Linked DNA regions of Mus musculus: region 1 is linked to region 2. A link is a contact called in public promoter capture Hi-C data. All regions are on one chromosome and are shown on one strand. Each heading gives the region's core, a stretch centred on a gene start, on an enhancer-like site or on the middle of the called end of the contact. The rest is flanking DNA. Distances are from core to core; before and after follow the strand shown. Region 1 has its middle 16 kb from the start of Gm41497. Region 2 holds the start of Slc5a3 (solute carrier family 5 (inositol transporters), member 3).

Region 1 (4,982 bases), core at 1,827-4,326, 170 kb after region 2:
ACCTCCATGGCACCAATTCTCAGTTAAACATCATGTTTGAAGGCTGTGTGGCTGCCCCATGTGTCCCAGACTGGTGCTTTTGTGATAGCTTGAGACAGTCTCTGTGGCAGATAAGGATGAGAGCAGCAGAGACGACTATGGCCCTACTCGGATTACTGAGCCAGGAGGCAGCTGGGGACATGGAGGAGAAAAGTGAGTGGGTTTTATGTACTTTCTATGGGATTTTCCATTTTTCTCATAAGATAGAACTTTCCTTAAAACATTAATATACACCAAACTTTGATGATGTTGCTTTCTCCATAACTCAACATAGCTTCCATCCTTAAGGTTTATTTGTGGGGTCTGCTGAAAGATGGATGTGGCTAGTAAACACCACAGTTTTCTTGTGAGGTTGAGTTAAAATGATAGCCAGGTACCAGGCATTATCAAGCCTGAAGCCCTTTCTCTATCACCAGCCGATATTCACTGTGGAATTTAAATAAATATTTACTGTATTGTTGAGTTTCTGTGGGGCAGTTGTCACTGAGCCGCGGGACAAGTCTGAAATATTGCTCTTTGGAAAATATTTCAGAAAGGGCCTTTGCCCTTAATCCATGTCAAAATATATACAGAAACGAACCTATGCTGTTTCTTGCCAGAATGCAGGGGTTGCAGTAGAAGTGTGTGCCCTGGGGAGTGGTTGCCAATGTGGGCACTGCCAAGGAGTCATAGGACTACAGCCCCTCAGTGTCGCCAGCTCTGGTGGAGACAAACAGGCCTGCCTTCCACATCCAGAACTTCTGGTTCTTGGCCAGAACCTGGGGTGGGTTGCAGTGAGGGTGGGGTGTCAGGGAGCCTGCTTGGGGCTGGAAGATGAATGGTTTCATTAGTTCGAGGGAGGGGGAGGGAGGTGGGTCCCGGGGCTTGCAAAATATCATATCTTGGCAAATATAGTTTGAAAAACAGGAGATTCCTGGAAAGCAATAATGCTGACAGCGGACAGAGTGTTTGGGGCCTGCCAAGCTGCAGAGCAGGGTTTTTTCCAGTGCAGCAGAGGTGTAGGGGCTGAGAGAGAACAGGCTGGTGTCTCTCGCTTGTGGTCTGTCTGTCTGTAGAGATGATTTGGCGGCAGACAGGCCTTTAGCACCCATAGAGGTGTGTTTAGTTGCCCTGGCCTCTGCTTGAGAGGACTTGGTCTCCCATCCCAGGCTATGCTCACCTGGTTCCTTGGGAATTGGCCTTCATACAGTGTGCATCCAACCTCTGGGCCTTCGGTTTGCATTTAGCTTTCTTTATTCTTCTCCCCATTCTAGGCTCAGCTCGCTCACCCTCTTCTTCTGAACCCTTGTCACCAGGCCTCTGACCTGTGCCTAGCTCCGTGTCAAAGTTCACTACACCAGGGCTTTTTCCCAATATTATGCAGGGGTCCCTTCTTCCTTTTAGGACTTCCTGGAATCCAGAAGCTCATTAGTTAGAAGGGTGAAGGCAGACCTGAAATGGCTGTAGGAGGCCTCTGGCAGCCTCTGGTTGCTAGTGCCTTTGCCCACCTCCATGGAGGTCCCCCTGTGGCCTCTTCTGTCTTATGAGATCACAAGTACTCAGGATGGACCTGGAAGGAGTGGGGTGCTCCCCTGTCCCCAGGAACCAAAGCGTAAGTGGCACCTGCTGCTTTGGTGGGGGCGGGGTGAATCCTTTATGGAGGAGTTTCATTTGAAGGCTGGGGTCATAGCCACAAGCCAGAGTAGCCAATCCACACTCACGCTGCAGGTCCTTGGGGACCCCCATGAACTAGGGAAATTGGTCTCCAAATAAAATAGGCAAAAATGGGCTTATCAGCTCCTCGCTTCAAATGCTTCTTCCAGAACACTGAACTAGAAGTAACTGGTTTTCTAGGTCTTTCTCTTATCCTTGCTTCATTCTAGCTTGTGAGGGGTATGAAAAGGGAGGGTCTGGTGAGTAGGGGAGGGGCTAACCTTGTTGGGTCCTTACTGTGTGACTAGTACAGACTGAATTATGTCTCTGTCAAATCTGTACATTGACAGCCTAATGTGCTATGCTTTTTTGGACGAGATGGTATTCAGGGGTGACCGAGGTGGCAAGACGTAGGGTGGCCTCCCATCCAGCCTGGTGTTATCATAAGAAAGGAGAATTAGGTTATGGACACCCAGAAGGACGACCATGTACAAATGCCAGAAGAAAGCATTGGCTAGCTATGGAAAGTTTTTAGGATAAACAACCATGCCAGTGGGCAAGTAGCCTCTCCAACTGTCAACAAGTAAATTTTGGTTGGTCAAAGCCAGCCCACCTGCGGTAGTTGCTATGGCAACTAGGACCCCTAATACCATGATGTATTCACGATCCGCATGAATAGTCCTATGCCATCTTGAATAGTCATCTTCCTCAGAAGATACTATAAGTGCCACTCACCTAACGCCTGCACATCTCCTCACTCTCTTCAGGGTTGCAGAGCTACAGAGAGAATTCCGACAAGGAGAGATGCTAACCATGCATCCCATGGTCTAGGATGGGAAGGAACATACAGGCTTGTTCCATGTGCCCAGGATTCCCTGGGTGAGTAGGAACAGAGGCAAGAGATCACAGTGGGCTCTGCCCGGGAGCTTTTATCCTCCAGGGGAGTAGAACTTGGTGCGTGATAGAGGAAAAGTGTTTAAGGCCACCTATCCCTACACTCAGTTCCACTGAGGTGGAAAGGACCAAGCACCAGCATGGTTTCCCACAATTCCTACTTATGGTCTCTGTGCACGTAGAGAACCCAGGCTTTGTGGCTTCATTCAGAGGGTCATAGGAACAGCTGTGAGCCTAGAAGGGATCCCCCCCAGCCCCCAACACACACACACACACACACACACACACACACACACCATCTGTAGTCTCTGAAAAAAAAATGCAGCCTAAAGCTTACCCCAGAGAACCACTAGCAGTGGCTGGCAGGTCTAGTATAATATGCAAAGATTGAGGTAATTAATTTTAATTGAAAACCTCTAGATGCATTTCCGGCAGTGATGTTCTCCAGATGACCCCACCCCCAGGCCTACTGGATACTAAACAGGAAAACGTGTGTGTTTTATGTATGTGTTTCAGGCAAACTCTCCTTCCCCGATGCAACCAGCCCCACATCTGCTAACACTCACATGAAAGGCTCTGTGAGACTCAGATCTACAAAAACTGTCCGTTCTGGCAGACCGCCTTCTTCTATGAAAATGTGGCCTCAAAAATCACTCCCAGGTTTTGGCCCCAACTGACTTTCCAGGCAACTCTAATTGGTGGGATTCAGGTCGTGAAGATTTTGAAACTGCCTTTGAAAGTTAACTACTGATGTGGATCTCCCAACAAGGGCTTCACGGAGAACACTGTAATAGTGAGGATGATGGGTACCTTCTAGAAAATACTGTAGTCAGCTAGCACAGGAGGACGGAACCTGGATGGTAGGTGGCCAGAACTCATTCTCTCCCTAGCATCCCTTGCTTTGTGTGACTAACGACCCACCCTGCAGATAACTCTCATACAGCGAGTCCCCTCTCTCTCTCTCAGGCCAGGAGCAGAGGACACTAATAGGCTCTGGGTGAGATAGAAAGAAAGGTCTAACTCCCAGCCTGAGCTGTGTTAGCATTTCAAAGCTTTCAAATTTGCAGGTTGGTTGTAGATGTGCGATGCTGTGGAGACATCCACTGGTGATGTGTTTCGCACACCCCCTGTCCATCCGTCTCATAGCAGAGAGCACCCCACTAATTTTATCATCTCCACACAGCTTTCTCTTCCACTGGCCTGTCTCCTGACAGTGGGTCATCACTCAAAGCCACCCTGGTCAGAATCCCACCTGCTGGGCATCTCTCCGGCTCCCATCTTGTGCAGCCCTTCGTTTGAATCTGGATGCTGCTTGCCCCAGCCTTCAGCTTTTAGATTCCCTTTCAGGCTGTCGAGAGGCTGAAGCTCTGATGTCAAGTGTCTTAGTCAGTGCCCTCTGTGGCTCTGAGGAGACACTGTGACCACAGCAACTCTTATAAAAGAAAGCACTTAATGAAACCGTTTCAGAGGTTTAGTTCATTATCATCATGGCAGAAAGCATAGCAATACGGCAGGCAGATGTGATGCTGGAGAAGTAGCCAGGAGTTCTATATCTGCATCTATAGGCAGCAGGAAGAGAGAGTCACTGGGCCTGGTTTGAGCTTTGAAACCCCAAAGCACACCCCCAGTGACTCACTTCCTCCAACAAGGCCACACCTCCCAATCCCTCTCAAGTAGTGTCACTCCCTGATGTCCAAACATTCAAATATATGAGCCTGTGGGGACCATTCTTATTCAAAACACCACACCAGGAAAAGGGGAGGCTCGCAAGAGGCCAGGAAGTTGAAGGGAGAGTTTATTCACTGTGGGCAAAGGACACTACATAGTGCTAGACAGGCACACACCATCCGGGACCGACAGGCTGTGCACAGACAGACACAGACAGACACAGACAGACACAGACAGACACAGACAGACACAGACAGACACAGACAGACACAGACACACACCATCCGGGATCCTCAGGCTATGCACAGACAGACACAGACACACAGACACACACACACACACACACACACACACACACACAGAGACACACACCATCCAGGACCCACAGGCAGACACAGACACACAAACACACACATACACACACAGAGACAGAGACAGAGACAGAGACAGAGAAAAGAGACAGAGACAAAGACTGGCACTGACACACAGCCCTAGAGATAGACACATACACAACCAGGCTGGCAAAGGCCAAGACCTGAGCTAAAAGCTTCTGACCTCCAGGCCATATTTAGTACAAATCACACAAAGATGTCATTTAGCTAGGAATGGCGATATAATAGATTGCATTCACTGCTCTCTTTCGGGACTCCACTGTAGGCCATTTTGTGCTGACTCAGAGCCCCTCTGGATGCCCAGCCTTAGGCATCTTGGTTCATACTGGACATCCATCCTAGTGCCCTGCTCTCCAA
Region 2 (4,585 bases), core at 2,041-4,540:
TTCTGACCTGGATCTTGGTATGGAGATCTTGAGGCACAGTGGCTATGAGTTCCAGAAGATTAAGACAGGGAGATCTCTGAGTTCAAGGTCATCTGGGATTAAAGGTTTGGTGGCACACACCTTTAATCTGGGCCACACCTTCTGCTGGAGACCTACATAAGGACGTTGGAAGAAGGAAGATTTACTCTCCCTCTCCTTCACCTGCTTGCCCTGTGGGACTGAGCAACTGCTAGATCCTTGGACTTCCATTCACAGTTGCTGCTGACCATTTTTGGGAGTTGGACTGCAGACTGTAAGTCATCAACAAATTCCTTTACTATATAGAGACTACCCATAAGTTCTGTGACTCTAGAGAACCCTGACTAATATACCAGCCAAATTCTAATGCACTTGAATTACAGGAACTCAGGATATGGCCCCCTCATGCCTTTAATCCTAGTTACCATTGTCCTTTAATCATAGGACATTGGCTGCCTCTGTTGGAGAACAGCCACATTCAGGGACAGGGAGGGGAAAGGGACTGGGAAGAGACCATCAAGATGGCAGCCGGGGGTGGGGGGGTTGGGCTGGTGAGATGGCTTAGCGGTTAAGAGTGCCCACTGCTCTTCCAAAGGTCCTGAGTTCAAATCCCAGAAACCACATGGTGGCTCACAACGATCCGTAACGAAATCTGATGCCCTCTTTTGGAGTGTCTGAAGACAGCTACAGTGTACTTACATATAATAAATAAATAAATAAATAAATAAATAAATAAATATTAAAAAAAAAAAAGATGGCAGCCAGGATCCTGGGAAACTGCTCCTGGACAGGTGAGGAGACCCTGTAGTGACGGCCTGGGCAGACACAGACAAAGGGGTAGAGCAGGTCTGGGTACTGTTGGAGACATGTGGTAGTGACGGCCTGGGCAGAAATGAATATTAATACATGAAAAGCACTTCCTGGCTCACAATGAATGGCAGAATGTTAGGTCTGGTGATGATGGTGATGATGGTGATGGTGATGATGACGATAGTCAGCTATCTTGAGAATTATGGTGAAAAGCTCAAGGTCAAATCTCTCCTTATACAGTAGTAGAAGATGAGATGGCAAGGGGATGAACTGACCAGAGCACCTTGGATTTCAACTTTTGCCTTTACTCTCTCTTCCTATGACTCCTCAGAAAGCTTTACTTGAAAATTAGCCAAAACCTCTGGCCAATAAAATCTTACGTATCTACCGTATTAGATCTTTTTTCCCAAGATCCTAAAAGATATTTTTTAAAGATCAATAAATTAAATACTATAGAAATGGCTTATGATTCTACATGCTTACCCAACAGTATAAATAGTTTAAAATTATTTTTGATAAATTTCAATTTGCATCAGCATTAATTTTAACAATAAAATTAACAAAGCCATAGCCACTTATTTAAAACTCTGAAAGGGGCGGGGGACTTAGGATAGCTGATTTCTTTTCCACGTTAAGAAATGGGATGAGTCTGTGGGTGGCCAACAGCTTGGGAGGGTTGTGGGGTGCTGTCTGCCCTGAGGCATTGTTCAGTCAGGCTAATTTCCTCACCCCATTTGTCTAGAGAACTAGGACTTCACTGGTCCCTGGGTATCAGGGAAAAGCTGTGGTGCTTCCAACGGGAGGCAGTCCAGGCTGGTCACCTCAGGGTGTTGCTTGGTGTTTGGCTTGGCTCAACCACGTGAGACTCTTATCTTCACATTCCTAAACTGGGCCACAGGAAGGACAGTTTAAGTGGGATGTCACACAGATCTGGAATTCTCGTCTCAATGTCCAGAAATTCTTTCTTCCTTCTGTGTCTTTTTTTTTTTTTTTTTTTTTTTTTTTTTTTTTTTTTTTTTGGTAGCATGCTGCTTAAAAACAAAAAACAACCAACCAACCAAAACAAACAAACTAAAAAGACCCCCAACAACAACCAAAACAAAACAATCCAACCAACCAGGTGTGTGGCTGATGCTAAGTAGGTGGTTTTGTAGTTTGTGTTGAAGGGCACAGGACAAACCTTGAAATGTTAATGAAAATGTTAAAAAAACCAGGTATCCTAGGTTGTATTCAAAACCATAATCTTCTGTGGAGATTGGTCTGTGGAGGAGGTGACAAAGATAGTCTCCATGTGTGCTTTACAAAGACGTCCAACGCCACTGAGTAAGACCAACATCTTGGCCTGTAAGATGGGGGACGGGGTGAGGTTCATAAGTGTAGGCAGTGAAACTATTCTTCAGACATTCTGGACACAAAATTTTCTTTCCACGCGTTTGTGTTTGACCTTGGACTAATTAAATTATCCTTGCATTTTTCTGTTTGCTAATACCTAAAATAGGGCGAGTAGTACGATTTGCTTCACAGAGCTAAAGTGAGAACAAACAGCCTCAGTGTCGTGCCTGCTACAGACAGTAAGCCCTCAGTAAATTATTAGTAAATTATTATTAGAGCACTTTAAAGTTACAAGAACATTTCACTTAAAGACCCTTTTAGTTGGAGTAAGGTGGGAGCAGAAGACAACCATTGCAGCGGAATTAGTGCCTTCCAGAGCTAAGAAACAGGAGCAGGGGCAGAAGGAGGGGAGTCCCGAGTTAGCTCTATATGTGCGTGTATGGGTGTGTGTGTGTGCGCGCGCGCTGTGGAGTGCTGGACCTGGGACCCTCTACGAAGCCCCTCCTTACTCCTGTGTTTCAGGGAATCCATAGTTTCCTTTACCAGAAAAGCAAGGATAATATTTAAAGAATAACTGGCGAGAGTCGAAGCATTAACCTGCTTCTGGGTCAGGCTAGGCACACACAGCAAATGCCTACATAGCCCTTCGGTTCCAGGCTTGTTTCTTTGCGGCTTGGTGCAGCAGTCACTCCTTAGCACCCCGCCTTCCTCCCTGGAGACGCGGGCGAGGGGCACACAGCAGCCAGACCGCATCGCACCGCACCGCACCGCGGCGCACGCGCACTCGCTCGCCTAGCACCCGGGAAGGGAGGGTGGGCGGGGAGGCCTGGAAAGTTCCACCGGGTTCCAGAGCCCAAGGTTGGTAGGCGCGGAGGCGGCGGGGAGCGGGTGCGTGCCGAGCGAGGAGACGGCCTCCGACGGGCTGCTCGAGACCGTGTCCACGCTCCGCAGGCTCGGGGGACACAGACACGGCCCGGGAGGGCAAGCAGGAAGCCGTTGAGGTGCAAGTGCAAGGCGCCCTCCGGGAGAGGGGCGGGGCGGTGCCGGGTGGGCGGGGCTCTCGGTGGGCGGGGCGAGCCGTCTGCGCAGCTGCCGGAGCCTTTAAACCCGGCCTCGCGGGGTCGCACGGTGCTTTCGCCGTCCGGGAGCTGACCGGCCGTGTTCCTCTCTCGTCTTCCTCTGCGCCCCGCGTCCCCGCCCTCGCGACCCCGGCTCTCCTGGACTCGGCGCCGCCAACCTGGGCGATGCCCCGCTACGAGTTGGCTTTGATTCTGAAAGCCATGCGGCGGGTAAGTGACCTTCCCTCAGACCGAGTTCCCGCGCGGGCGCGCCCCGCCGCCTCTAGGCCTCCCAGTCCCGCGTGTCCTGCCTGCTGGACACCGGGTCCTCTCGCGCGGTGCGCGGGTGGTCGCGGGCGCAAAGTGGGGGGGTGGCGCGTGGGTCAGGCGCTCGGCGCGGCCGCGTGCGCGCGGGAGGCGGGGGGTGTGTATGCCCGCGCGTGTGCGCGGTCGCGGGAGGGGGTGTGCCGAGCAGGGGGCGGGGCGGGCCTCGGACCCCGGCTCTCCGGAGTCCGATGGAAGGACTGCGGGAGGACACACGCGCGAGAACCCAGGCCAGCCCCGCTCTGCGCCCACGCGTCGAGAAGCTGCTCGTCGTCCCCGCCGGCCGCTGGTCCCGATCGCCTGCCCTCAGCGTCCGCGATCAGTTACAGCCTTCCTCCAAAGCCCGCCAGTGCCGGCTGTGTACCCACGCACTTGTCACCGCTATCACACCAAAAAGAAAAAAAAAATCTTTTGACCTTTCTTTTTCTGACTCCAGCGGAAATCCTGCTCCGGGTGCCCTTAGCCCAGTTTTATTCATCCAAGTTGTGGCCTTGCTTGTGTTTCCGAAGACATGCCTTCCCCCAGCTTTTGATTGATCTGGAGGTAGGGACTTTCAGGTTTGGAGGGATGATAAACCACCAGCAGCCGGGTCACGGACTGGGGTCGGCGGCCGGCGGAGGCAGCTATGTTCTGAGTCAGTCAGTCGTCGCTGAAATCCCCATTCTTCTGAGAGAATTCGGTAATGTAGTGTGCTTTCACGCACTCTCCTTCCCTAGCAGGTACAGTTTAAAAGAAAACAAAAGCAACCGTTGTCCTTTTTTTGAGCGTTTGGAAGCAGCTTTCTTCTAGCCCTGGGCATGTAGGCTTTGGGTCAATTTCAAGTAGTGGCTTCAGTTTGAATCAACTTAAGCCAGGGGTCACGGGCTAGGCTCTGGTGAACAGCTAACAGTCAGGCAGCAGGAGGAGATTGTTCGGTGTGCCTTGTACAGGGTTGGCTTGGAAAGGACACCAGAGCCACCTGATGGTCCTGAAGTTTGTGCCCCCAAGCTTACTGACTCCCTGGCTCCGGGAGAACATTGTCTCACCTCTGGGTAATACTTTAT

What was found. Promoter capture Hi-C pulls out the DNA fragments that hold promoters and counts their contacts.
Region 1: a promoter capture Hi-C map of second pharyngeal arch cranial neural crest shows a contact between it and region 2, with 2.5 times the contacts expected there. The contact joins the enhancer-like site here to the promoter of Slc5a3 in region 2. A contact is called at or near these places in 9 of 39 promoter capture datasets (the 3T3-L1 cell line, 3T3-L1-derived adipocytes, the HPC-7 cell line and 6 more), 2 of 484 Hi-C or Micro-C datasets (the G1E-ER4 cell line and the N1E-115 cell line), 5 of 115 datasets of contacts at active chromatin or transcription factors (differentiating embryonic stem cells, embryonic hindbrain, extraembryonic endoderm stem cells and 2 more) and 2 of 9 other capture datasets (macrophages and pancreatic islet).

Annotation. Positions count from the first base shown.
Region 1 is chr16:92,227,740-92,232,721 of GRCm38.p6, forward strand. No RefSeq gene overlaps it. Among named protein-coding and RNA genes, the nearest start is that of Gm41497, 16 kb to the right of the region's middle. Within about 2 kb of position 3,077, at least 10 of the 459 cell types and tissues checked have an H3K27ac peak or open chromatin away from gene starts, as enhancers often do. A contact at or near this core is called in second pharyngeal arch cranial neural crest, where this site is marked.
Region 2 is chr16:92,055,032-92,059,616 of GRCm38.p6, forward strand. It overlaps Slc5a3 (solute carrier family 5 (inositol transporters), member 3), which reads left to right and starts at 3,291. Exons shown (of 2, transcript NM_017391.3): 1 at 3,291-3,449. Mrps6 (mitochondrial ribosomal protein S6) reads left to right here and starts at 3,305. Exons shown (of 3, transcript NM_080456.1): 1 at 3,305-3,449. The coding sequence starts at 3,405.